2 separate regions of the Drosophila melanogaster genome follow, and region 1 is linked to region 2. A link is a contact called in public Hi-C data. All regions are on one chromosome and are shown on one strand. The core of a region is the stretch at or near the end of the contact, and the rest is flanking DNA. Distances in the headings are between cores, read along the strand shown.

What was found. Hi-C and Micro-C count contacts between places; a contact is called where the count stands out from the background.
Region 1: a Hi-C map of the Kc167 cell line shows a contact between it and region 2, with 2.2 times the contacts expected there. A contact is called at or near these places in 22 of 107 Hi-C or Micro-C datasets (the Clone 8 cell line, the D17-c3 cell line, the Kc167 cell line and 12 more).

Annotation. Positions count from the first base shown.
Region 1 is chr3R:10,967,520-10,972,743 of dm6, forward strand. It overlaps lncRNA:CR45561 (long non-coding RNA:CR45561), which reads left to right and starts at 2,148. Exons shown (of 1, transcript NR_125138.1): 1 at 2,148-2,759. side-VI (sidestep VI) reads left to right here and starts at 4,862. Exons shown (of 17, transcript NM_001043240.3): 1 at 4,862-5,224.
Region 2 is chr3R:10,896,646-10,901,798 of dm6, forward strand. lncRNA:CR45578 (long non-coding RNA:CR45578) reads right to left here and starts at 1,936. Exons shown (of 1, transcript NR_125137.1): 1 at 1,340-1,936. lncRNA:CR45577 (long non-coding RNA:CR45577) reads right to left here and starts at 536. Exons shown (of 1, transcript NR_125136.1): 1 at 1-536.

The DNA.
Region 1 (5,224 bases), core at 898-3,397, 71 kb after region 2:
GCTAGCAAGAGAAAAAAATTGTTGCAACTAGTGTAGTTTGTTTATGTTAAATGCGCGGTATTCATGTGTGTGTGCTTGTGCGTTTGTGAGTGTGTGTTGAGGGAAAATGGCAACAGTGTTTGCAATGGTGTGGGTGTGCCAAAACTTTAGCTTAGCTTAACGCGTGTCCTTGTGCGCTCGTCACAGCTTGTAGTTGTAGTTGTTACTTTAAACATAGACCGCAGGCAAGAGAATTGAAGAGGGTGAAAAGCGGGAAGGGATCTAGAAAAAACCCACAGGGGCGGAAAGTGCAGTGAAGGGGCAAAGGAGGGGCCATGTGACTGACAGCACACTGCGAAGAGAAAACTTTGCGTTTTGCCTAAGTGACGACGTGCGACAAGCGGCGGCAGTTGGCCAAAAAAGAACTGGCCAACACTGCAAAAAATGTACTTAACTGGTATATACTTATATGCTATACTTCCTTATAATTGAATTTTATATAATAATTTTAAAAACCAAAGCCAAAGCTAGATCTAAAGAGATTTAAAATAGAATTAAAGCATACAGAAAAGATTAATAACTTTTATTATTATCAGCTAGTTGAGGAATGGCAATTTTGTCGCTATAATCGAAAATTTTTTAATGACGTTTTGTCCTCAGCTAGTTGTCATATTTTTCTTAGTGGAAAACATTGTTGTCCCACACACTTGCTACTTGCAACTGTGTTTGTCCTCCTCCCGCCAGGACTTTTAATATTTAAGGAAGCCTGGTTCTGGCCAGGAGGCTCCCATCGTCCATCGTCAATCGTCCGTCTGCCGCTGCTGCGTTTGCTTGCCTCACTGGCTGCCAACAGCTAGAAAGCAGTGGCAAAAGCAGCAACAGCACCAACATCGACTCACACACACAGCAACATGTGTTAAAAGTTTTTGTTGCAAGGACTTGGTTACACCTCTGCGGCTGGCTGTGAATCTAGATTGCTGCAACAAGGAGTTGCCGGCGCCGGTGCTGCTGTTTCCTTTTAGTTCGGCTTCCCCCAGCTTTTTTGCAAGTTTCGGTAAACTTGCCACTTGGCCAAAAAGCAGAAGACTTGTCCCCGCCATGCTCCCAATGGAATGTATCTCAATGTGTGGTAAAATAAATTTACAGCTTGACCGAAAGGAAGCAAGATAGAAGGACAGACAAAGGAGTAGAAAAACGTTCTCAGAAGCACAACGAATGCGAAACACTCTTAATACTTGTTACTGTCTCATTATGTCCTTAAAGAAGTATATATTATTATGCATCTCTTTGCTCAATAGATAATTATCATAAATTAATTATGTAATTATTTTCTGTTAAGTACAAAGGCAATTACTATCAAGCCAAGTAGATGGAAATCAACATTCTAATGCCCCGCCCACACATTGCACTTATACATTCGAATATCTTACCTGATGAATAATTAACGGATAACTTTTTAGCCTGCCAAAGGACAAAGCAATCCTTTGAGTACCCATTGGTCAGTTTGATGGGCGCCACATTCCAGCCCAGTCCGTTCGGTTTCTGTGGTTACTATTTGAAGTTTTGATTAATTAATGAGTGAAACCCATCTGAGGTTCGCCCGCCAGAGGTTGAAAAAGGTCTCAATGACTTGGCTCTGGCAGGCTGTAATTTCGTATTGCTTGCTATTCATTAGCAGGCCATCAGTAACCGTATCCAATTTGAGCCTGACGCTCCAAATTCGATTCGTCCTCAGTTTAATTGAGTGTTTGATTTAATTATAGACCATTTAAATGCCGTTGTGCTGCCGCTGTTGGTGCTGCATCATTAAGCATTGATTACGAAAGCTGATTAATTAGTTGCCCTGCCCGCACACATAGGCATGTTGATGCCATGGCACACTCTCTCACACACACACACACACACACGCCTAGTCCTATTTATGACAATTCATCAAAAGTGCGTTATAATTATGTAATTGTTGCTCACAGCGCGTCGTATTCGCATGCAAATTGCGTGTGTTGTCGGGCTAATTGTGATTGCAGGGCTCTGGTTTGCTAGTTTTTTTTTTTAAGCGGTTAGGAGAAGTCAAATTTGAGACCAGCGCCAAAAGCTTTCCGATGCACCATCACCAACTCAACTTTTAATGACAAAACGTTGAACACCGCTTGGCCCTAACTTTGCCCAGCTCATTTCAGCTCAGTTCACTTTGGAAAAATTTCGAAATTTCGATAAAAATTCGACCTAAATATTTGATAAGCAGTTAGTTCTCTAAATCGCCGTAGCTTCACTTTAGAATATTCATCTTTCTTTCACCAAATTATCTTGAACACCCTTTAAAGTGCACACATTTAATTAGCCGAATTTATTTTCGACAGTGTGTGCTCATCATCAGGGAGCGGTGGCCACAGAAACCGCCGTCTCATGATTTAAATTTAATGCAACTTTTGCTTTATAGCCAAACTGTCGCGCACACAGACACACATCACACAGAACCCCCACCCACCCACACACACACATTAATGTAAAAGCTATAAAGTCATGTGCAACACCATTGCCACTTCCGGGCGGTGGCAACAGCAGCAAAACAGGAGCAGCTGCAGACCCAGGAGCAGGAGCAGGAGCGGAGCAGGATCAGCCGCCGGTTCGGGACTCTCTGGCAGCTATTTGGTCACTGCACTTAGTGCACTTCCTTTGCTCGCATTGCTGGGGTTTTTCGCCAGCCAGGGAAAAGGGGTTAAGGGTTTTTTAAACTTGCTACTCATTTCGGATTGGGGTAGTTGGAAATAATACTGCATTATTACTTATACTTAAAAGAAATCAACAAATTAAAATTAATAAATGATAAAATGATTATAAGATATAAGGAAACTGAAACAATACATCTATTGCAAAATCTAAAATACAACAACTAATGGGTATCAAATCGGCCATTCCTGATTAGTTTTAGACTGATTCTGGTGCAGCTGCTCTCGTTGCTGCCGCCTGATGAAATGCCATGCTTGGCGGTTGAGCGTTGAGATTTTGTAGGAACAGAAGACCGACAATCTACACCACACACGAAACTGCATGTGTGTGTGAGTGTCGTCCTGGGCTTTTGATTATGTGTGTGTGAGTGATGGAATTTTGCAGTTTTAGTTAATGTTTAGCCAGCGCTATTTTGGCCCAAAGAATGTCGCGTGGAGGAGCCAAATACTTTGACAACATCACCAGTTACATTTTCTATATGTGCACACTATATATATATATGGGGAAAGTAAGGAAAAAGAGTCCGCGAGTGTGTGTGTGTGTGTGTGTGTGCTGACGAAAGTGGTTTAGTGCTATCTTCATTTCGGCATTGGATTTGCCATTAGAGTTTGGCCAAGCGTGTAAATGAAATTTGATAAGATTAGGCTGTGCAATTGTTGCAGTGCTACCCATGTGTCCCATTCTTCATCCTTTGAGTGGATCGCCTTGCAAAGCGAGAGCTTTCCTTGAGTGGTATAAGAGTGAAACCGTTGGAAATTTTGAAAAAATCCCATTCATGCCAAGCAAAAGTTTTCGCGTTCCACAATTCATTCGGTTTTTTTTTTGCTGGTTTCGGGCGCATGTCTGGCGAAACCACGCTTTCGAAATCGAAAAGAGAGCCAGAGAAAGCCGAGAGAAAGTTCAGAGAAAGCGTGAGAGATGCGAGCTTCGGGTCTCGTGGTCCCATGTCAACTTACATGCTTACACCCCATTGTAGTAGAGTTTTTTTTGTAAGCGGTGTGATGCGTGATTTTGATGGTGGTGTAGGTTAAGTTGTAGCGGTGCCATTTTTTAGCCTACACCTTGAGGAAATCAATCAGGAAATTCTGATTAATTAATCACTCAGCTGGGCTTACATTTTGGGTTTAATAAGTAGGACATTAGAGTTTCTTAAAACGATGCCAGAACCCGGAAATGGTTCTATTGGTCTTTTATTCACCTATACGGACTTTATATATTTAATTGGGTTTATAGTCTTACTGCATGAACTTTAGCCAAACATTAGTGAAGTATTCATTGTAATCTGTGATCCTTGACTGGCTGCCTTGACCAGCGAAACTGCAGTAAGTGCGAGATGCTCTTGGTAACCGCTTTCTGAAACTCTCATTCATCTAGGTAGATGCGATTTTGAAGAGAGGCAGACATCGTGAGTTCGATGGAAACGCAAAAGAGAGGGAAAGCAAAAGGTTCCACAGGAATGCGTGGTGGAATATGTTTTTAGAAGGTTCGCAAGGGCAAAAGGGTGTTGAGGTAGGACTGGACACCCACGGCAGGGGGGAAGGGAAGTGGAAAGTCGCAAATAAATCATGATCGGGATTTCATATTGATATACTTCCATCATCATGGCAGCATATTCAAAAATATTGGTTCAAAAAACAATAAAAACATTTGGGATCCTTTCAAGTAAGGTATAAGATGATTTTTAATACAAGATATAGTCAACAAGGTGAATACTTTTCATAACTTTTAGTATTATTATCAATAGATAAAAATAAGAAGTGATTTATTTTTTCATTCACAAACATCTTTTTTATCTTTTGCCCCTGGTAGTTTATATTTCGTTTTTAAAACTTGACAATTCAAGTTCATGAAGCGTTTGAGGTAAGCTTACCTACCACTTGGCTTCCACAGATTGACAACCAAGACGACTTTTGGATTTTACAACCAAAACTCTTATACTCTGGCCCTTGCCAGCCGTTCTGGCTTTCGAAATCGAATCGGCGGCAAGTGTTGGCCCACTTACAAGGCTCACACACACACACACACAGGGAAACCCAAAGGATTCGACTGTTCGGCAAAGTCGAAAATGCGCGACCCGAGCGAAAGCCGAAGGATCCGAATCGTGGAGGGCGATGGCAAAAGTGGCCAAAGCCACGAATGAATGGCCAGGCGCTTTAGTACTGAAAAGGTCGTGGATTTGTGTAGTTGTCGTGCTCCGTTGCCGCCGTTTGTCGTTCTCGTTTTCGTTGTCGTGTTGTCGTTGTCGTTGTCGCTGTCGTACGGGCGGCATCGCATCGCATCGCATCGCCTCACATCGCGTAGCCGCAGTGTTGACCGTCCGCATCCGCAAACTGGCGAACGAAGCAATTGGGCTGGAAATCAAGAAACAAGTGCCACCCAACCTAGTCAAAAGTATATATCTCAATCGGTTATCGCAATTGTTGAATGCTGAATATACAACAACCAAATAAAAATAGAAAAACGTCAAGCGAGACGAGAGTGCACGTGCTAGAAGTAGAAGTAGAAACATCTCAAACGC
Region 2 (5,153 bases), core at 686-3,185:
GGACAGGTGGATAGCCAGGTGGGTGGCCACCAGGTGAGCTGTGGGAACGTGTGCGACTTTTGTAACAAGTAACGGAAGTGTTAAGTCAGGTGTAATTGTTTTCTTTCATATTTTTTTTTCCAGCTGCCGCTGACGAGGGCGACAATTTAGTTTGCCCAACGGCGCTGGGGGAATCAGAGTAACCATAAATTATACTCCACATTGCGATGGGGCTGGCTGCCTTCTGGTGCTTCTGGGGCTTCTGGTGCGCTGCATGAAAGGCATATATAAACAAAATTGTTAAATAATAGCGACATTTAGCGGAAGTGTAGTGCCTGCCGCATTCTGGAAACTTCAGCACGCGCGACAAACGATCGCGGTCCTTATGATTTTCCACGATTCACTCCCTCGCGTTTCCATTTCGTCAAATTATACACGTGCTAGAAGCAAACTCAGCTCACCCCACTTTCCGTGCACTTAATGTCTTAATCGGTCTTGGGTTTAACTTCTATTTGACTTTCCAGCACGGGGGTTGGAAGGTTAATGATTTGTTGTCCGTTTCGGGGGAGGCGGGATAGTGCAATTTGAGGCTTTGCTTTTCGCCATTGAGCGTGCTGCCAACTGATATTAAGTATGCGCCATGTGTGACACTGTCTCTGCCTTGAAAACGAATTTAGATTGATAAGCACGTACGTTAATGGCTGTAATTTAAGATATTATATATGTTTTACCGTGCTCTGAAATATCAAAATCTCACTGAAAGATTTTTTCAAGTAATTTCTAAAATTGTTTCTTGGTTCGTTTGTTAAAACTAATATCTCTTAAGATTTTAGTGAGCGCATTCACTAATCCCATTTCCCATTCTTGAATATTACAAGTCTTTACCCGTAATCAAAATGTAACCACCGAAAACTTTCGACCCATATGGTAAAACGGACAATGATTGAGTTTTTATTAAAACTCGAACACACATAGCCGGAACATCCGTAGCCCATCCTAGAGTCGAAAAAGCAAAGCCATCTGCGTCACCGAATGACTGGGAATTAGTTTATTTCACTGTCCGTCGAGACAGAAAGGCAGGGGAAATCGAAGGAAGCCAAAAGAGCATGTTAAAGAAGGCCGGGCACATGGCCTAATGCCAAATAACCAAATCAAAACTAATCAAGCAGAAGTTACTGCAACTGCCGCACAGCAGGTGGCATCCGATTTTCCAGGGAAACCCCACCCCACCCGGATGGCGGGTGTGGATGTGGGATTCGGTGTGCTGGCCACTGGCCACAGTGAAAATGGTTTTAAATTGCTGCCTGATTGTCTTTCAAGTTGGCCCCACACTTGTGGCGCTTTTGCTTCTTTGCTTTTTATCGCAGCAACCTTCTCTCTGTGACTGTGACTGAAATTTAATCAAGCGTTGAAATTTTTGCACGTACGTATTTCTATTTCTATTTCTATCATATTCAATGGCCGCTCCAATTTCTGGCTCTGGTCACATGTGTGACTCTCCGTCCGACGTGGTCACAGTGGGTTCCTTTCTCCACTTTCCAACTCCAACTCGAAACCCACATCCCCATACGCGTTGATTTCTCCCCACTTGTGTGAATGCTCCCGCAACGAGCTCTGCGTCCGATTTTGGGGCAACAGTTGCCAAAGACTGTGACCTCCTTGGCCCCCTGCCACATTCAAGTGTACGTATTTTTTTTTTTAGCTGGCCGCTTTATTAAGCTTTTGTGTTGCCTGGCAGCCAGCTGTGACGGATTCGAGGAGCTGAAGTTTGTTTCCGTTTGGGGTCCTTGTTCGGGGATTCCCTGGAAGAGCGGTTAGTCATGCGATAATTAGCGGGGAAAATGGTTTTTAAATGAAAGAGACGAGAAAGTGCAGTATAAGTTGCCCATTATGATGATGTATTACTTTTCATACAGTCGAGAGCCTCGACTATCTGATACCCGGTTAATTTTAAAACAATAAATATGCCTTCATAAATATATATATTTTGCCGCTCGAATTAGCTTTCGATTAAAATGTTAAAATCGAAACCCAGGGAACACCACGTGGAGGCCGTTGAGTTGCAACGGGGTCGTTTAAACCAAATTACATTTTGGCGACCTACGAGTCGACTTGAGTTTTCAAACTTTGTAAAAGTTCGAAAACTCCATGTTCCCCAAAAAATTTGTTTGTCCGTATCTTACGGATGCATACTTACTTTCATTTTAATTTAGCTTTATAGTAAATAGTAATTAAATTTCACATATGATATATGTGCGTATATTTGTTTTCGTAAGCTTTATATTTCATTAGCGTAGTAATTTCACACGTAACCATGAACGTGTGATTTCTGATTTATTAAAATATTAATAAAGTTGAAAAATAATTTTCGGAGCTACTTATTGTCCCAACAAATATTTATTGGAACGTAGCTCGATTTCATTTATTTACCACCGCAGCAGCAACATCTTGACTTGGTTTTAATATCAATTTGACACAGTTGTTGGCCGCCACGTGCTGCTCATTTTTCTGTGCAGTTTGATTGCAGGACCGCACCGCCCCGCCCATTCAGGATGCCTCCTCCCCTCCCACCAGACATGGCCATTCAGGAGCATCACCACCACCACCACACAATATGTTGCAATTTCTGTTAATTTCGTTATTGAGACACGTTCGCACGAACTGCGGGCGGGCACAGCTTTTCGCTCGAATTCCCACTGCGGTGCCGGAGAGATGAACTGCAGCTGTCCGGCGGACGCAGAGGAATTTTGCAGTGGGATTGGGACTGGGAACGCCCCAGCTAAAACCAACTGATTGATGCCGTAGGAGCGAAGTTTATCCACTGGCCGATTGGCAAAAGAAGCCACAGCAAAAGCTTGCGGTGTGTGTGTGTGTGCATATAATTTGATATGCCGGCAAGCTAAAAAGTGGCCAAGGAGGAAATAGCCAACAACACGGCCAATTTCCAATGGCCAGTAGCCAGAGGCCACAACAAAGAGCTTGGCTCTTGAGCAATTTATGAGAGGAGTGCTTAAGCAGCCGAATCATCTGGCTGTTGGCCAATTAATATGGCCTGTTATGAACCGGGCTAAGTTCATTTAAGTGTGAAATACTTAAAAAGCATTCGACGGCCTGTGGCTATATGTACATTTTAACTCCATGTTTGTTTGTTTTTTTTTTTTTTTTTGGGGGTGGTGGGTAGCATTTCCGGTATTTCCTAACTGTTTTCAATCAATTTCCCAGCTGACTTTTAATTGACAATTAAAACACTTTTGGCTGCGACTAGCATAACATTTTCTTTGATGATGTAACGCGGCAAATAAACAAATGCAGCACTTTTTGCGCACTTTCACCAGCTGTGTGTGCGCTGAGTCAATAAATATGCAATTAATGTGCAAAAATCAACATAATCAAATTACGACCGTTTGATTGGTTAAATTGAATTTATAATGACGTCCGAAACGTTTTCGATGTTGGATAATCAGTTTAGCATTGTAATGCCAGAAAGTATCTGTGGCTCAATTCAAATTGTTCGCTAAACCAGAAACACGCATAAAAACATTGGCCAGCGAGAATGTATGCAAATAGGTAAAACATTTATATGCATTAACACTTTAATCTGTGACAGGGCTGATTTTATAAGCTCAATTGAATTAAAGATATTTGCTGAAAACAATTTTCACAAAAAAAATAAGCAAATTGCAATATTTATGTAATGAATGCCTCGTTTTCCCCGCAATCCACTTCGAATTTATTGCACTTAACTTGTGCAAAATGTTAACATTTAATAAAATCAAAACAAGCTAACCAACCCATATCCCATACTTCCAATATTTCTCGATAAGGCTGCAAAAACGCAATAAATATTTGATTGGTTTTTATGACGGAAAAAAGCGAAAAATGCAAATAAAAGTAAATATAAAAACATATGCATATAATTAGTAGCGAGCCAAAAGTTGGATTTGACCAGCAAAATTAAACGATAGAATTGAAACGAAATGGAATAAAATCAATTTTGCACTGAGAATGAAATGCATTGAGAAATCAAAAATAATATATGAGCAATGTCATATTCAAAAAGTTACAGCAAGTGAAAAATTTGCCAATTGCTAACTAACTAATGTTATTCTACAAAATTATTGATCAATATGTAAGTAACAAATGTAAACTTACCGCCGTTAAATTTCTGCGTAGATCAGTGGTTATATGAATATTCAAAATTTGTTTAAAATGTCAGTCCGTTTAATTTGTCTGCTCAACGCAGAATAGCAAATATTTAACAACAAATACTTTATATTAAAAATGTGTATAATATCGTTAGATGCATTTGCAGAAACTGCTGCAAATAATTGGGATAGCTAGGAATTCCTGCCCAGATGCAAAAGACAAGTAAATCAAATTAGATTGGAATGCTCTGGTATGCCAGGCAGGGACAAAATACTTTTCGACCATCGAAGCCAGTGGGTCCAAGGACCTGTCGGCCACATTCCTGTGGTTGTTGCCACTCCAAAGTGTCCTTGCTGGCCAAATATCCAAATTAATAATGGCTATACAAATACTCACAGTTAACCGACGGTAGCAGTTGATTAGTCTGCCATGACAATGCCAAGGATTTTTCACATTCCATGTGCAAATTGATTCAATTATTGGCATTTAATTAAATGCAAATAGAAGCTGCCCACCTGCCTGCCCCCCTCCCTATGTTTCCCCTTCTGCGGTCGCCGGTTTAAAGAACTTCATTAAAATGCCGGCCCACGACGAAGCGGAGCTCGAAACCAAAACCAAATATTTCCTTCATTTCATTTTGTCAAATTTAAATGCCCCTTGACAAAAGCTTGGTCTGCTTACCCCCCAAACGAAACGAATGCCATAGATGTACACTGAAAAGAAAACTAGGTCACAGATAGATTTCAAAGTGGTTTATACTCGTAGGGTCTTGAAATCATAGAAAGTTGCCAAAGATAAATCTAAGTATATTAGTATATCTAAACAAAGGTTACAATGAAAGTATATTATATATTTCTTATAAACAAAATCTATGCTTATGGGAAACTATAAGATAAGGATAATAAAAGGATGTTTTTCATGTAATTGCTATTTATATATAAAAATGTTTGTTTTTTTTTTATCGTGTACTTCTTAGCCCATGTAATTGTTGTCCGTCTGGAGAAGCCCTGCAGTTATTTGCATTCAAA